Linked DNA regions of Sus scrofa: region 1 is linked to region 2. The links are chromatin contacts, called in public targeted proximity ligation maps. All regions are on one chromosome and are shown on one strand. The core of a region is the stretch at or near the end of the contact, and the rest is flanking DNA. Distances in the headings are between cores, read along the strand shown. Region 1 overlaps LOC106509843 (a long non-coding RNA gene). Region 2 has its middle 120 kb from the start of ZFP36L2.

Evidence for each region.
Region 1: a targeted proximity ligation map of skeletal muscle shows a contact between it and region 2. A contact is called at or near these places in 2 of 47 Hi-C or Micro-C datasets (both in embryonic fibroblasts) and 2 of 2 datasets of targeted methods (alveolar macrophages and skeletal muscle).

Annotation. Positions count from the first base shown.
Region 1 is chr3:97,520,591-97,527,421 of Sscrofa11.1, reverse strand. The region is part of intron 2 of LOC106509843 (a long non-coding RNA gene); the gene reads left to right. Among named protein-coding and RNA genes, the nearest start is that of TRNAI-UAU, 44 kb to the left of the region's middle.
Region 2 is chr3:97,320,837-97,328,483 of Sscrofa11.1, reverse strand. No RefSeq gene overlaps it. Among named protein-coding and RNA genes, the nearest start is that of ZFP36L2, 120 kb to the right of the region's middle.

The sequences.
Region 1 (6,831 bases), core at 4,247-6,746, 200 kb before region 2:
GAAAATATGATTTGTGGTCTTGAATGATCCCTGTTCTTTTTTTTTTTTTTAATTATTATTAATTTTTCTTTTTTAGGAGCTTGAGTTACAGGAATTTTTTTTTTTTTTTTTTTTTTTTTGCCTTTTAGGGTCACACTTGTGGTATATGGAAGTTCCTGGGCTAGGGATTAAATCGGAGCTACAGCCACAGCAACATGGGATCTGAGCCACACCTTTGACCTACACCACAGCTCACGGCAATGCTGGATCCCCGACCCACTGATCAAGGCCAGGGATGGAACCTGCATCCTCATGGACACTAGTCAGATTAGTTTCTGCTGAGCCACAATGGGATCTCTAAATGATACCTGTTCTGGCCAGCCAGGAGCTGTCTGGGAGCCCTGAGGCCAAAGCTGGCATAGCTCTGGAACCCACCTACCTCTAGAAAGCTCTGTCTCATTGCACATCTCACTGGCCTATGCACAGGGCTTCTGGTTCCCAATACCCCCAGTTCAGGAGCTGGCTTTGGGAGAAGGAAGGAAGAGATCAGTGAAGCCCAGAGTCATAGGGGGGCCAGTGGGGGCCAGGGCGGCTGGCTGGGGGCCGAAGGGAGGGGACCTCTCCCTTTCCTCCCAGAGCTGACCTGCAGCCCTTGGGTGAGTACTGGGAGCTTGGAGCACACGGTGTCTTCATGACTTGTCTCTCCTTCTCTCTGTCTGTTTCCCCTGTGAGACCCTTAGGGGCTTCTGACAACAAGGCCTGTGGTGGGGAGACTAGAGGGGTGAAGCTTCTTAGCCACCTCAGATTCTACCAGAGAGGTGCACGGATCACTTAGGATCCATGCCCCCGAAACAGACCGCCACTGCCCTGCAGTCTCTCCAGGCTGAGTTTTCAACTCCCAAGTCTTGGCTCCCCAAATGCCCAAGGTCTGACTCAATCAAATTCATCCTCAACTTGATTGAGGTTCAAATTCCCACCCCCACAGCCCCCTGTGAGGAGGTGGGGGGCTGCCCAAAGTCCCACAGCCAGGCAGTGGCAGAGCAAGAGTGGCCATCTGACTGCCTGACTAAGCCAGAGGCTGTTTCCTGGCTCTGTGCCATGAGAGCCTGTACTCCTATTGCTGCAGCCCTGGTGCCCTGGCCCCTGGTTCCCCGCGGGGCTGTGGAGTATAGATGAGCACTGCCCCTGACTCCTGACTCCTCTGGTTCTGCCCCTCCCACTGCTCCAGGAGGCAGCACCCCTGTGCTCTCAGTTCCAAGACTGGCAGGCAGAGAGAACCCATGTATTGAGCAGGTCTTTCCGAGGGGACAGTGAGGTCCTTCCCACATGCTATCCAATGGGCAGATGTGAGCCGCAGTGGTCACCGTGTTCCAGAAGCCTGGAGCGGTGTGGCACTGGCCTGTCCACTCTTTCCCTCCCTGTCTGGTCTGTTTCTGTCCCTACTCTTGGCCGTAGGTGGGGACAAGGGATTGGAATGCTTTTATTTTATCTTTGCTAAAAAGTGTGCTCTTTCCTGGGGCTGAAGTTTTTGAAGGTGAGCTGCGAAAAATGATCTGGCCATGCTTCAAATCAGGTTTTGGTCCTTCCTGATGCTGCTCTGGGGTGAGGAGAGATGGGCTTTTTGCCAGAGATTCAGTCGCATTAGAGGTATCTGGGCCACCCAGCCCACCTCCGGGTTGTCGAGGTGGCAGCAGAGTATGTGTGTGTATATGAGTGTGTGCTTGTGTATGTGTCTGTGTGGGTCTGTTTTTACACGTGTTTGTGTGTGCATGTCTATGTTTACACACATACTCCCGTCTGTGCCTATGTGAACATAGGTAGGTGTTTGTGTGTGTGTCTGTGGGGGGGGGTATGTGTTGACATGTATGCCTGTGTCTGGGGCCGTGTACCTGCTCACCTGTGTATCTGTGTGTTTGCACATGTGTGTGCTCGTCAGATGTATGGCAGGATGTATACTAGGCGGTAGGTGGCTGAGGGTAGAGTCTTAAGTCTGGATTCAGGTTTCCAAATGGCCCCAGATGTGACCTTTCCCCCTCCCCTGTGGCTGTTGAGGTCTCTGCCATCCCCCTACCCCGAGACCAGGGAACTTTCCTTGGGAACCCAGTGGGCCTCCCTCCCTGGGGAGGGCAAAAAGCTACTTCCAAAGGCAAACAGGATCAATGTCATGCTGGGGAGCCTGGAACCAGCAAGACCTTGTTTAATTCTGAAGGAATGCGTGCGAGTTCCCGCCCAGCAGAGCAGACTGTGGCCTGACTAGAGCACCGGCTGCAATGGCTGCCTTTGGAGGAAGGAGCTTGGCTGGCCAGGAACACACCTTCTAGGGACAGACAGTCAAAGTTGTGTGGCCAGAGTGGGTGGGGTGACAGCAGCCTGCAGTGCTTCGGGGTGGGGTGGGGCAGGAGGAGTAGCACATGGTGCAGAGAGGAGACAGAGAAGAGGGGTCCTGGGGGACTGTGGTCATGAGGGTGGGCTTCTGGGGTGGGGAAGGGCAAGGCCTTCATGAAGTACTGAGACTGGTCCAGGGAGAGTTCAGGATGAGAGAAAAGGGAGCTAGAGCGCCTGTTCATGGAGCGGGCTTTGAACGCCAGCCAGAGTTCCTCCTTAGGCAGTGGGGAGCTATTGAAGATTCTGGAGGGAGGAGTGACCTGCTGAAAGACTGGCCAGATGATCAGGCCACATGGTCGGTGGGGATGGAGGCAGTGAGAGCAGAAAAGAGCGGAGGCAGGGGGTGTTTAGGGTGAAGAAGCCTGGGGCTGGGATTCAGGTCAAAGGTGGTAGAACTGAATCCTCATCACCTTTTGTGACTCTTGGACACTCTTCAGGTCTTCTTTCTGTGTTTGGATCCCTCTGACCCAAGAACACTGTGTCAGCCTGGGACAGCTCCTCCCTCACAGGCCAACGGAACCAAATGGGCCTTGGAGACAGAAGCTGGGCCCTGACCCAAGCCGGGCCCCGCCGCTCCTTCACCACCCTGCCCACTGTGGCTCTGACCCCTGTAAGAGGCCTCTGGGTGTCTCAGCCCTTTGCACCAAAAAGTGATGTCTGTTGTTTCGGGCAGGTATCAGCCCAGGGGGCAGAGGCAGGAGACCAAGGGAGCCCTCAAGCATGAGCACGGCCAGTCGAGGCGAGCATGTGTGTGTCAGCGCAGCCCAGGCTGGGTGTGGACGTGAGTGTGCACTCCATCTAGCCCTTGGAGCGGGTGCGGGACACCGCCCAGCCCAGGTTTGTAGGTATGCAACCCAGCAGGAGTGTGCACACAACCTGGCCTGCATGGGCCAGGGCCTAGCACTTAGTGGGTGCCTATGTTTGTTGAGTGAATAAATGTGAATGTAGGCACAGCACAGATCCTTGGGGCAGACCGACCTCCAGAAACAGCAGCTGAAATTGTCCTACCAGAGGCCCGCATCGACTCAAGTAGGGCTGCCTGGCCTCCTCAGCGGGTGGACACTGGCTCAGCTGTCCATACTGCAGGGCAGGCTTGATGGTACCTGATCAGGCTGGGGCCACGGCTCCACTCTACCCCTTCCTACTGTCCCCCTGCTTCCAGAGACTGGACCTCCAGCCACCTTCAGCCATACTGAGCCCAGTACTTCCTGTACTTATGAGGTAGTGAGAACATCCTGGAAACTGGCCCTGGCCGGGAGGTGGGGAAGCTCCTGTCCTTGAGAAGGTCCTAGAGCTGTGGGGGCAGGAGTCCAGTCTCTCCTCTGGTCTGGCTGAGTAGACACGGGCTTCCCTTCTGGAGACAAAGATGATTTGAGTCTTCAGGAGGCAGAGTCCTGGAGTTCCCATGGTGGCTTGGCGGTAATGAACCCGACTAATATTCACGAGGACGCCGGTTCGATCCCTGGCCTCACTCGGTGGGTTAAGGATCCTGCGTTGCCGTGAGTTGTGGTGTAGGTCACAGATGTGGCTTGGATCCCATGTTGCTGTGGCTGTGGTGTAGGTTGCAGCTGCAGTTCCGATTCGACCCCTAGTCTGGGAATTTCTGTGTGCTGTGGGTGCAGCCCTTAAAAGGGGGGGGGGCAGAGTTATGAGCTGGTTTGAATTTCTCCAAGCTGGGAGAAGTGAACCTCCCTGGCAGGCATGATGACAGGACCCTTGCAGGGGCCGGCAGCCCACTGAACTATATGGGCCAGGCACTGGGCTCCTGTCCTCCTGGGCCCTGGCCTAGCACATGGGCCAGACTGTAGGGGCTCCTAGGGCCCTGGCCTGATGACCTGCCCAGCCTTCTGTCAAGAGGTCTCCAGAGCTGCATGTTCTTTCCTGGAGGCCTCTTGGTGGCCCTAGAGAGATGGAAGTGGCATTGGCTTTAGACATGAGCACTCAGTGTATCACCGGGCCCACAGCCTGAGTTATGTGGGCAGGCCTGAGCAAGCTCGGGGGGGTGCTGCAGGGAGGACAGGCAGGCTGCTAGCCCTGTCTCCTGCTTCTCCTCCTCCCTGTGCCCTTCCTTGGTCTCAATTCTACCCCCCATCTCTCTGGCTTTCCCTCTCCCGCCGTGCATGGAAGCTGGAGTGTCCGGCCCTGGATTGGCCACTTTGCTTTCCCCGATTCTAGCTGCTCTGGGGGCTCTTTTCCTTCATGGGTGCCACCGTGCAGACTGTTTAAGCCTCTGCAAAACTCATCTGGCTGGTTGCAGAGTCTCCTTAAATCCATCCTGAGCCGCGTGTTCCCGTCCTCCTCTCGGCGCTTTGGAGAAGTTCTTTCCTGTTTGTGATCGTCTCAGCTTGATGTAGAGTCAACACAATGCTGGGCTCCATCGCGTTGGAGCCTGAGGCAAAAGGAAAAATCAGTAACAGGGATCCTGTCTTTATTGAAATTTGGTACTTCATCCGTCACAGATATTTTGCATTGGCTTTGGTTTTTAAAAGGATTGCATTAAAACATGATTTGTCTTGCCCACTGAATTTTTTGGTGTCCCTACAGTTTTGCACCTGAAGTGCAAAGAGAAAGGATTCCTTGGCCTGGGCCCTGGAACATCCTAGGATTGGAAGTTGACCAGAATTTTGCCTTTCCAGGAGTGGCTTGTGGAGCAGGGTGGGTGTGGGTGTGTGTGAGAAGGGGGGTGGGAGGGAGAGAAAGACGGACAGATTTTAGAGCTTCTGCTAAGTGTTTCCATGGCGCTGGGGGGCAGGGCCTGGCGGGGGCGCCCAGCGCAGGGTTTGGCGAGCAGGAGAGTGGGTCTTGGCAGTGGAAAGAAAAGCAGGCAGCAGAGTTGGGATGGACATGGAAAAAGGCAGTCGGTGAAACAAAGTGAAAAGAATTCATTTCCACGGAGATGGGTTGGAGGGGGCGAGATGGGAAGATGTAAAAGCGGGGAGGCCTTGAAAGGTGGCGGATGACAGAGGCACGGGCGTCGTTAAACCCTCGGTCACCCAGACCTTCACTGGGGTCCGCTTTAGACGCATTTAACTCGTGCGAGTGATGTCTAATGGGGTAAAGGAAGGGGGTGGACGCCGAGGGTCAAGCCTGTCCGTCTGGAAGTGAGGCCGAGAGCGTGGGGCAGGAGCGCCATCTGCCCCCGCAACCATTCAGTGGAAGCCAGTGCTGAGAGGCGACACAGTGTAGGGCTCTGGGCCGGTTCTCCTGGAATCTCCAAGGGCAGGCACCTTGGCATGTGTGCCAGTCTGTGTCTTGCTTGAGGATTGCCAGCCCCCTGGCTTTCTGCCCACGTTGAGACCTTTGAACATTTTCTTTCTCATTAGCTCCTTTTCCAGGGGTCTGTGGCAGGGGCGGGGAGCCACAGGCTGTGGTCAGGGGCCAGGGCAGCTGGCTGGGGCCTCGGACAGGTGTGTGTGCTCTGCAGCCATTCCTGCCCCCTTGGGATCAGGGTGTGCTGGGCATCAACGCTGCCCACCTCTGCAGTCAACTCCCTCCTTGCAAATGAGCGGAGTCTTTCTTTGGAGAAGGTCCTCGGAACTGGGGGCCACTCGCCAGCTCAGTAGGGTTCATCTGCACTGGTCCTACAACAGCTGAAGCTGGGTTAACAATGGAGAATTGTGGGGGCCTGACTCCCATCCCCGCTTGCTGGGGTCTGTGGCTGTATTCACCCGAGAAAGCAACCCTACCCCTTGCCCCGAGGTCTCCACCCTTTCCCGCCTTCCTGCTCAGCAGACCTGGAGGGAGAAGCCCCTTTCTCCCTCCACCCTGTACCCATCCGCTTGTTGGGATTCGGCCACAAGGGCCTGTCTCTTGTAGGATGCGCATTTCTGCTAATTGTAGGAAATATGGAAGATTGGGAAAGCATGAAATAGAACATCTCAGTGGCTTAAGCCTGGCCCTTGGAGATGGACACTTTTGCCCACTTGGAAGGCCCACCATGTCTGAGTTCCCACTGGTTACAGGTGCCCTTTACCTGTTATAGCAATTTCCTGTCCTTGTCACATTTGATCTTCTTGCACAGCCTCATGAAAGGCCATCAGCAGTCATGGTTTTCTCCTTTTCATAGCTGGGAAGCTGAGGCAGGCAGGTGAGACTTGTCCCCATGTGTGCCCCACCTTGTCCCCCCAGGCCTCCTGAGCCCGCGGTCCCACTGGCTTCTCAAGCCCTCTCACAAGTCTGAGCCAGGGGCCATGAGCCCCTCTGCAAGGTGGGCACCCTTTCCAGCCCCCTGCCCACACCGCTCTTCCCGCGGGGCTGGCTCTGAGCCTTGCCCTCCGCCCTGGGGGACCATGGAGTAAACGTTCAGGCGGGAGGGGAGGGGGAAACAGGGGAAGGGGGCAGATTTCAACGGCGTGCCCCTTGGAAACCACATCAAATGGTGCAGCTAGGAATTAATAAATAAATTTGGGAGACAAGTCAATTACCCTCCCTCTGTGCCCCTGTCCCTGGGGGCAAACAGCGGCATGT
Region 2 (7,647 bases), core at 729-3,228:
CTGGTGAACAGGATAGCTAATGGCCCCTGCTGCCTGCTGCCGGGGTGAGGTGGCTGGGCTGGCAGCTTCAAGCCGGGCTGGGGGGTGGGGGGATATAACAAGCTTAGGAAGGACACCTCTCCACTGCCTGGGGGTAGGGGGCAGCCCCCAGCATGACCCTAAATTTCCCCAAGTCGGAGACCATCTGCCTGGCTGTCTGTCTATCCATCCCCCAAGAGCCCAGGGGGCTGGTGAGTGCGGACAGATAGACACAGGCTGTGGGAAGCTTCGGTGATTAATGGGTGATGAAAACCAGACTCCATCAGGATGGGGGCGGGAACCGAGAGGCGGGGAGAGGCCGTTTCATACTTGGCTCAGCGTTGAGCCCACAGCCCCGGGGAGGAGGGCGGAGGTGCCTGGCCCCGGCCTTGACACCCCAGCCCGGCAGCAGAGCCAGCCTACCTGGTACCTCCTTCAGCCTCTGCCCGGGAAGACAGGCCCACGGTGAACCAGCTTTGCTCCCAACACCCAGGGACTTGCAGGGGCCCTGAAATACCCCTCCCTCCCAGAATATCCTGAGGTCTCCCACTTCTTGGAGGAGAAGGCCAGAGACCCTCCCCACCTCCAGCCCTCATCTTCCTCCTGGCCCTGGGGCTGATGTCCCCGGGCCCAGACCCTGGGGCTCTTTTTGCCTCCCACCCCCTTCAAAAACACGTGACAACCCCGTCCTCCGTCTTCAGGACCCGCTCAGCTCAGCCCTCGCCGTGGAAACTTTGAAAAGTTGAAATGGAGCTGATTTCCCCCCAGATTCCTTGACAGCAAAACCTCCAGCCTAAGAGGATTAGAGCAAACCTCCAAACACGCAGTTGAGAGAAATCAAGCAGGAGGGGACCTCACTCACACAACCACGTCACATGGTCCCCACCAGACAGATCCCCAGAAGGACCTCGAAACCCCCCACCTGCCAGAAATACACCCCTCCCAGCCCCCACCCCACCATGATCGCCACGACCCCCACCCTCCTCCCTCACCCCTGCCCACCCCACTCCTACTCACCCCCATTCCTACCCCCACCCCTCTTACCCCCACCCCTCTACCCCACCCCCTCCGGCCTGCCTGCCCCAAGCCTTGGATGCCACCATTCAGTCCCCAGGGGGCAGTTCTGCCCTCCCTCCCCAACACTCAGCTGTGAGAGGTTTTCAGAGGCTTCCCAGCGTGTCCACCCCCAGGGCCCTGGGATGGAACCAGCCTGGGCCTGAAAGGAGGAAATGGGACACAGAGAGAGGAAGAGGCTTTGAGAAGGTGGAGCGCAAAGGTAACCTGCTAACTGAAGAGTTTTGCTGCTGGCCGGCCAGGCCCGCCTGTCACCAGAATGAAAATTCTTGTCAGGCTGTCAAAAATACACACATTTCCAAGGTAGCTGTTGTGCAGGGGCAAGGCGGGGGATAAGGAAAACAGTATTTATTCCTTCCTTCTTACCCACCAGGCTTATGTCCTACGGGAAGGAACTGAGGCTGGGGAGGGTGCCCAGCCCCCACTGCCCCCAGAGGGTTAAGTGACAGAGCTGAGATCTCAGGTCCATGGGACACAGAGCCCTCCTATGTTCGGAAGCCCCACCCTGCCAGGGGCTGCGGGGACAGAGCTAGACACCATCTGGGAAGAATCAGAGAAGATTTTGAGAAAAGGCCTCACGTGGGAATGCGAGAAACTTCGTTGGGGCTTTTTCATCAGTAAAGCAGAAACATAACCTTCCTCCTTGCAAACATTTCTGCACTCTCAAGGGTACCTGACTCTGTGTCCAACAAATTAGTCAGGAAGCAAGTATAAAATTTAAAAATCCCCGTTCTAACCCGTCAGAGAATGCTTTTCACGGGGGTGGGGAAGGGTGCTGCTGAAGTTTATAACTCCATGCATCCCAGCTCCTGCCTCCTGCCCTGACAGAGCCCAGACTTGTCATCTGAGAAGCGGGGGGAAGGGCGAGGTCACTGCCCTTCTCTGGTTTCCGCCCAGAGCTCTGCTCTTCTGCAGGGAACACGGGGCTAGGAGAGCTGGCAGCTGACAGTCTACAGAGGGAGCTGCTGGCTGGTTCTTAGAAAGGGGGGTGTAAGATGCAGGCCTCCCCTCTCCTTCCTGAGCAGGAAGACAAGACACCCTCGGCTGAGGCCCAGGGCCTGCCATTCATGTGTGGCGGTTCCGCTGGGCCCAGGTCTGAGCCCCGGCCGGGACCCGTGCATCCAGCCTGCCCTGCCTGCAGAGAAGGAGTCAGCAGAGTCGCCTCAGGACCTTCTCCGAAGAAACAAAAAAGTGGAAACGTATTTGCTCTCGGCTGCTGGATAACCAAGTACCACAAAATTAACACAACCCTGGTTAATTATCTCAGTTCTGTAGGTCAGAAGTCCAGGTGGGCTCAGCTGGATGCTCTGCTGAGGCTTTGCAAGGCCAAAATCGAGGTGTGAGCTGGGTGGGCTGGTGTCCAGACGTGCTAGGAAAGAATCTGCTCCCCAGTTCATTTTGACGTAGCAGAACTTTGCTCCCGCGGCTGTAGGACTAAGATGTTCTCCCGCCAGTTGTCAGCCGCGGGTCCCTCTCAGCGCCTAGAAGCTGCTCTCTCTTAGGCTCCTTCCATGCAGTTCCCTCCACCTTCAAGTCATTAAAGGGACATGGAACCCGCTTCCATACTTCAAATCCATGACTTCCTTTCCAGCCACCAGCCAGAGAAAACTCTCTGCTTTTAAAGGGCTTGTGTGGGAGTTCTCATCATGGCGCAGTGGTTAACGAATCCGACTAGGAATGATGAGGTTGCGGGTTCGATCCCTGGCCTTGCTCAGTGGGTTAACGATCTGGCGTTGCCGTGAGTGTGGTGTAGGTTTGCAGACACAGCTTGGATCCCACGTTGCTGTGGCTCTGGCGAAGGCTGGTGGCCACAGCTCCAAGTGGACCCCTAGCCTGGGAACCTCCATATGCCGAGGGAGCTGCCCAAGAAATGGCAAAAAGATGAAAAAAAATTTCTTTTTAAGTGCTTGTGTGAATAGATTAGGAACACCTACTAGATAGTCCTGCCCCCATTTTATTATTACTATTATTATTGTTGTTGCTTTTTAGGATCGAACCTGTGGCGTATGGAGGTCTTCAAGCTGGGGGTAGAATTGGAGCTGTAGCTGCCAGCCTACACCACAGCCACAGCAACACGAGATCCGAGCCGAGTCTGCGACCTACCCCACAGCTCACGGCAACGGCAGATCCTCGATCCACTGAGTGAGGCCAGGGATTGGACCCGCATCCTCATGGATACTAGTCGGATTCATTTCCGCTGCTTCACAACAGGAACTCCTAACCTCCCTTTTGAGTAACTCAAAGTTGACTGATTCTAAACTGTTACTGGGTTTTTAAAATCCTTTTGCCATCTAATGTAACAGAATCAGAGGCTCAATAGCTCATCATATTTGAGGATTAGGATGAGAAATCTCAGGGGGCCATATTTTGAATTCTGTCTACATCCAGGGTGCAAAAACACGTTGGCATTTTTGTCCAAATGCGGGACGAGACTCTTAGTACAGAACTTCCTTCCCTCTGCCCAGGCGCTCAGAGGAAAGGGTAGCACCGGGCTGCGGGGTTGACTAGGAACCCCTGCTTTTCTCTCGTCCTCCTCGTGGAACAGGTTCTGGGGCTTTTCGTGACCCGAGGGGGATAGTCCTGCTTCAGGACCACTGGGGCTCTGCTCGTGTTAATCACCCTCCCCCTTCCAGAGCCTCAGCCACCCCCACTGCTGGGCTCTGCCCTGCCTTTCATACGCCCTGTGCGCTGCAGCAGCAACCTGATCTCTGGCGGCCCTGTACACGCGCCTCCCCTCTGCCCACCACAGCCTGGGCTCCACAGGCCCTGGCTTCTTTAATCTGCTCCCTCCTCCTTATCCCAGTGGATGCCTTCCAGGCCCTATTTCCCAGCCCTACTGCAAGTACAGAGATGGATTCCATCTTGCACCTTGCGGTGCTGCCAACACCCGGCCCCGTGCCAGGAATGTAGCAGACACTCTGCAAACATTTATTGTTGTTTCATGGCGTTCCCGTCGTGGCGCATCGGAAATGAATCCGACTAGGAACCATGAGGTTGTGGGTTCGATCCCTGGCCTTGCTCAGTGGGTTAAGGATCTGGCATTGCCGTGAGCTGTGGTGTAGGTTGCAGACATGGCTCGGATCTGGCGTGGCTGTGACTGTGGTGTAGGCCAGCAGCTACAGCTCCGATTAGACCCCTAGCCTGGGAACCTCCATATGCCGCGGGTCTGGCCCTAAAAAGACAAGAAACAAAAAAACAAAAACAAAAAAAAATTCATTGTAGTTTCTTTGGTTTCGTATATCTGTGGGGTCCTTTTGCTAAAGTGCTTCTCCCTCTGCCCCAAATCTCAACATATGTCTGCACCCTTCCCTGAAGCCAGTGAGGCCCTTGTCACATTCTGCTTGGCCTGAGGGCAAAGCGAAGGGCTGAGCATGGGGGGTCCCTCAGGATGAAATGCTGCACTAACAGTTCTGTCTCACACCACACACACACACACACACACACACACACACACACACACCCAGAGACTGAGTTCCAGGGGCCCCTGGCTGGGGAGGCAAGAGTCGCCAGCCCCCTGCTCCCACCCCTTGCCCAACGTGGGCCTCAGCTCAGCCATCTCTCTAGGAGTTTACTTGTGCCGGCCTTAATCTTTTTTCATTCCATCTCTGAATTGGGGCCCATGTTCTCATCCCCCAGGGACCCACCCACTTCCTCTTGGGAGTCCAGCCGAGGACAGTGTGGTTTGAAGAACGTTCTAATCCCAGCCCCAAAGCTCTAAGAGAAAAAATGACTAAAAGCCCTGGAATGTGGAGCCTGCTGCTTCCTGCAAAGCATTTTGAATGAAACACGTAACCAACAGCTGCAGCTCAGAGAATGGAAACTCTGAGGGACGTCATGGCTCCAGGTCCTCAAATAGAAGGCTTGTGAGCAGAACAAGCTCTTTATTGCAGCCCAGCCCGGACGCCTTCGGCGCCCACCCCTCCCGGCTCTCCTTCCAGGAACCCGGCCCGCCACGCCAAGCACCTACCCCTGTGGCTCACTTATTCCAAGCACTCTGCAGCCCCCTCAATCCCCCAATTCTCTGTTGGAATGGGGGGTGGTACATCTCCCTTCCCACTCATGAGCCCCCAGGGGCATCTAAGACCCCACAGCAGCTTGCCCAGCAATCCCAAAGCAGGAACCCCCCTGCCTCCAGCTCAGGTCTTAGAAAGCCCCAGAGCCTGTCCCAAGAACAGAAAGTCAGCACACCTCCCAGCACAGCCCCCACCCTGGGATCGGCCCCAGGCCAAGCCTGGCAGGGGAGCCGGCTGATACCAAGCTCTAGAGGAGGGTGATCGAGGCTGCTCTCAGGATGGACTGGGGCTGGGGACGGGGGAGTTTGGGGAGCAGGGAAGGATAGACAGCCCCCCGGGAGCAAAAGACCTAAGAGTCAGGAAATTCCTAAAGATCACTCCTGAACGAAGGGAAGACATTGGTCAACTTCTTTATTAAGACGTAGCAGACATGGGGGACATACACGTGCATTGATCTTAAATGGTATGCTTGATGAATTTGATATATGCATACCTCCCCGGATCAAAAGAGAGAACATTTCAAATACTCCAGAAGTTTCCCTGGAGCCCCTTCACAGTCCATACCCATCCCCTCAGTGGTAACCACCCTGAGACATTTCTTTCTCTTCCTGTCAATTAATTTTGCCCATTTGGGGGACTTGGTTTAACTTCGTTTAACAAGCAAGTAGTATGGGCTCCGGCTATAGGCGCATTTTGTGCCGCATCGGGTCTGGGATTCGGATGCCCTCACAGCAATAGGGCCCCTACAGTGCTCCAGGCGCTGCACAGAGGATGGCATGCCGACTTTTTGCACTGAAGCCTTGATCTTGAGCCCGTTTTGCTGAATCAGCAGTTCACCGCCACATCGTCAGGACGTGGAGGAGCAGGAAATCCAACCCAGGCAGATGGACTCTAAAGCCCATTCTCTTCTCCCTCCTCTTTACAGATATGGATGACCTGCTCCCACTGAACCAAGGGGTGAGAAAACACTGTCTTAGGGAGCCACATGCTGGGATTTCCTCACAAAGAAAATTTTCATTTCAGGCTTTTGTGCCCAAGAGCACATGAGGAGTCCCCCCCCGCTTTTTTGTCTTTTTGCTATTTCTTGGGCCACTCCCGCGGCATATGGAGGTTCCCAGGCTAGGGGTCGAATCGGAGCTGTAGCCACCAGCGTATGCCAGAGCCACAGAAACACCACATCCGAGCTGCGTCTGCAACCTACACCACAGCTCACAGCAACGCCGGATCGTTAACCCACTGAGCAAGGGCAGGGATCGAACCCACAACCTCGTGGTTCCGAGTCGGATTCGTTAACCACTGCACCACAACGGGAACTCCAAGAGCCCCCTTTTTACTTTAGTCCCTGGGCAATAAGATAAGGCAGAGGCAGAGGGGTGAGCAGTGGGCTGGGAAGCATCTCAGAGCACCAGGCCCAAGAAGACAATGTTTGAAAGGAGAAGAGCCAAGAGGTTCATTTGCTTAGTCAGCAGTATTTATTGAGCACCTACTGCATGCCAGACACTGTCCCGGGTACTCACTTTTTGGTTATCTGCTGCTAGGTAACAAACTACTCTAAAGTGGAGTGACATAAAAGGAACAACAAATGCTTTTTATCTCTCACTATTTTATTAGTCGACTGGACAGTTCTTCTGCGGATCTCACTGGGGTCTCTCATGCTGCTACAGCCAGATGGCAGCAGGGACTGCAGTCATCTGGGCACATGATGGGACTGGATGAGTCAAGATGGCAGAAACTGGTACCCTGGCAGGGACCCTGGAAGGCTGGGCTCAGCTGGGACTCCAGGATGGCTGGATTCCCCCTTTCTATCTACCCAGAGTCTCCCCCTCTCCATGTGGTCTTCCCAGGTCTCTTCTCCACGTGGATTTCTCCAGCTGGGTACCAGACTTCTTAAGGCCAGATTCAGCATGGGAGGTTAACTCTACAAGACAGTGAATATAAGGAACTGCCATCTTTGGAGACCAGCTCCTACATCCCTAAAGCTTCTTTCTTGTTCTTCTTTTTCATTTATTCAATGAGTAGTCACTGTCAGGCAAGCAGTTCCTTCTTCAATGGAGTAAATTGAAATCAAATATCACTTTTGTTTGATTTGGTTATCACTCAGGATAGCAACCACTGAGAAGCTCTCTGAAGGCGAAGTAAATTCATGGGGTCTTAGGGTCACACCACATCCCCGCTTAGTGCTGCACAAAGGCTAACTCTATTACTTCTTTTTTTTGGGGGGGGTCTTTTTTTGCCATTTCTTGGGCCACTCCCCACAGCACATGGAGGTTCCCAGGCTAGGGGTCGAATCGGAACTGTAGACACCGGCCTACGCCATAGCCACAGCAACGTGGGATCCGAGCCGCATCTGCAACCTACACCACAGCTCATGGCAACGCTGGGTCCTTAACCCACTGAGCAAGGCCAGGGATCGAACCCGAAACCTCATAGTTCCTAGTCGGATTCATTAACCACTGAACCATGACAGGAATTCCTAACTCTTTTACTTCTTATCCATTTACTCTCCTTTGAAATCGGTGTTATCCTTAGCCCTGTGTATAGG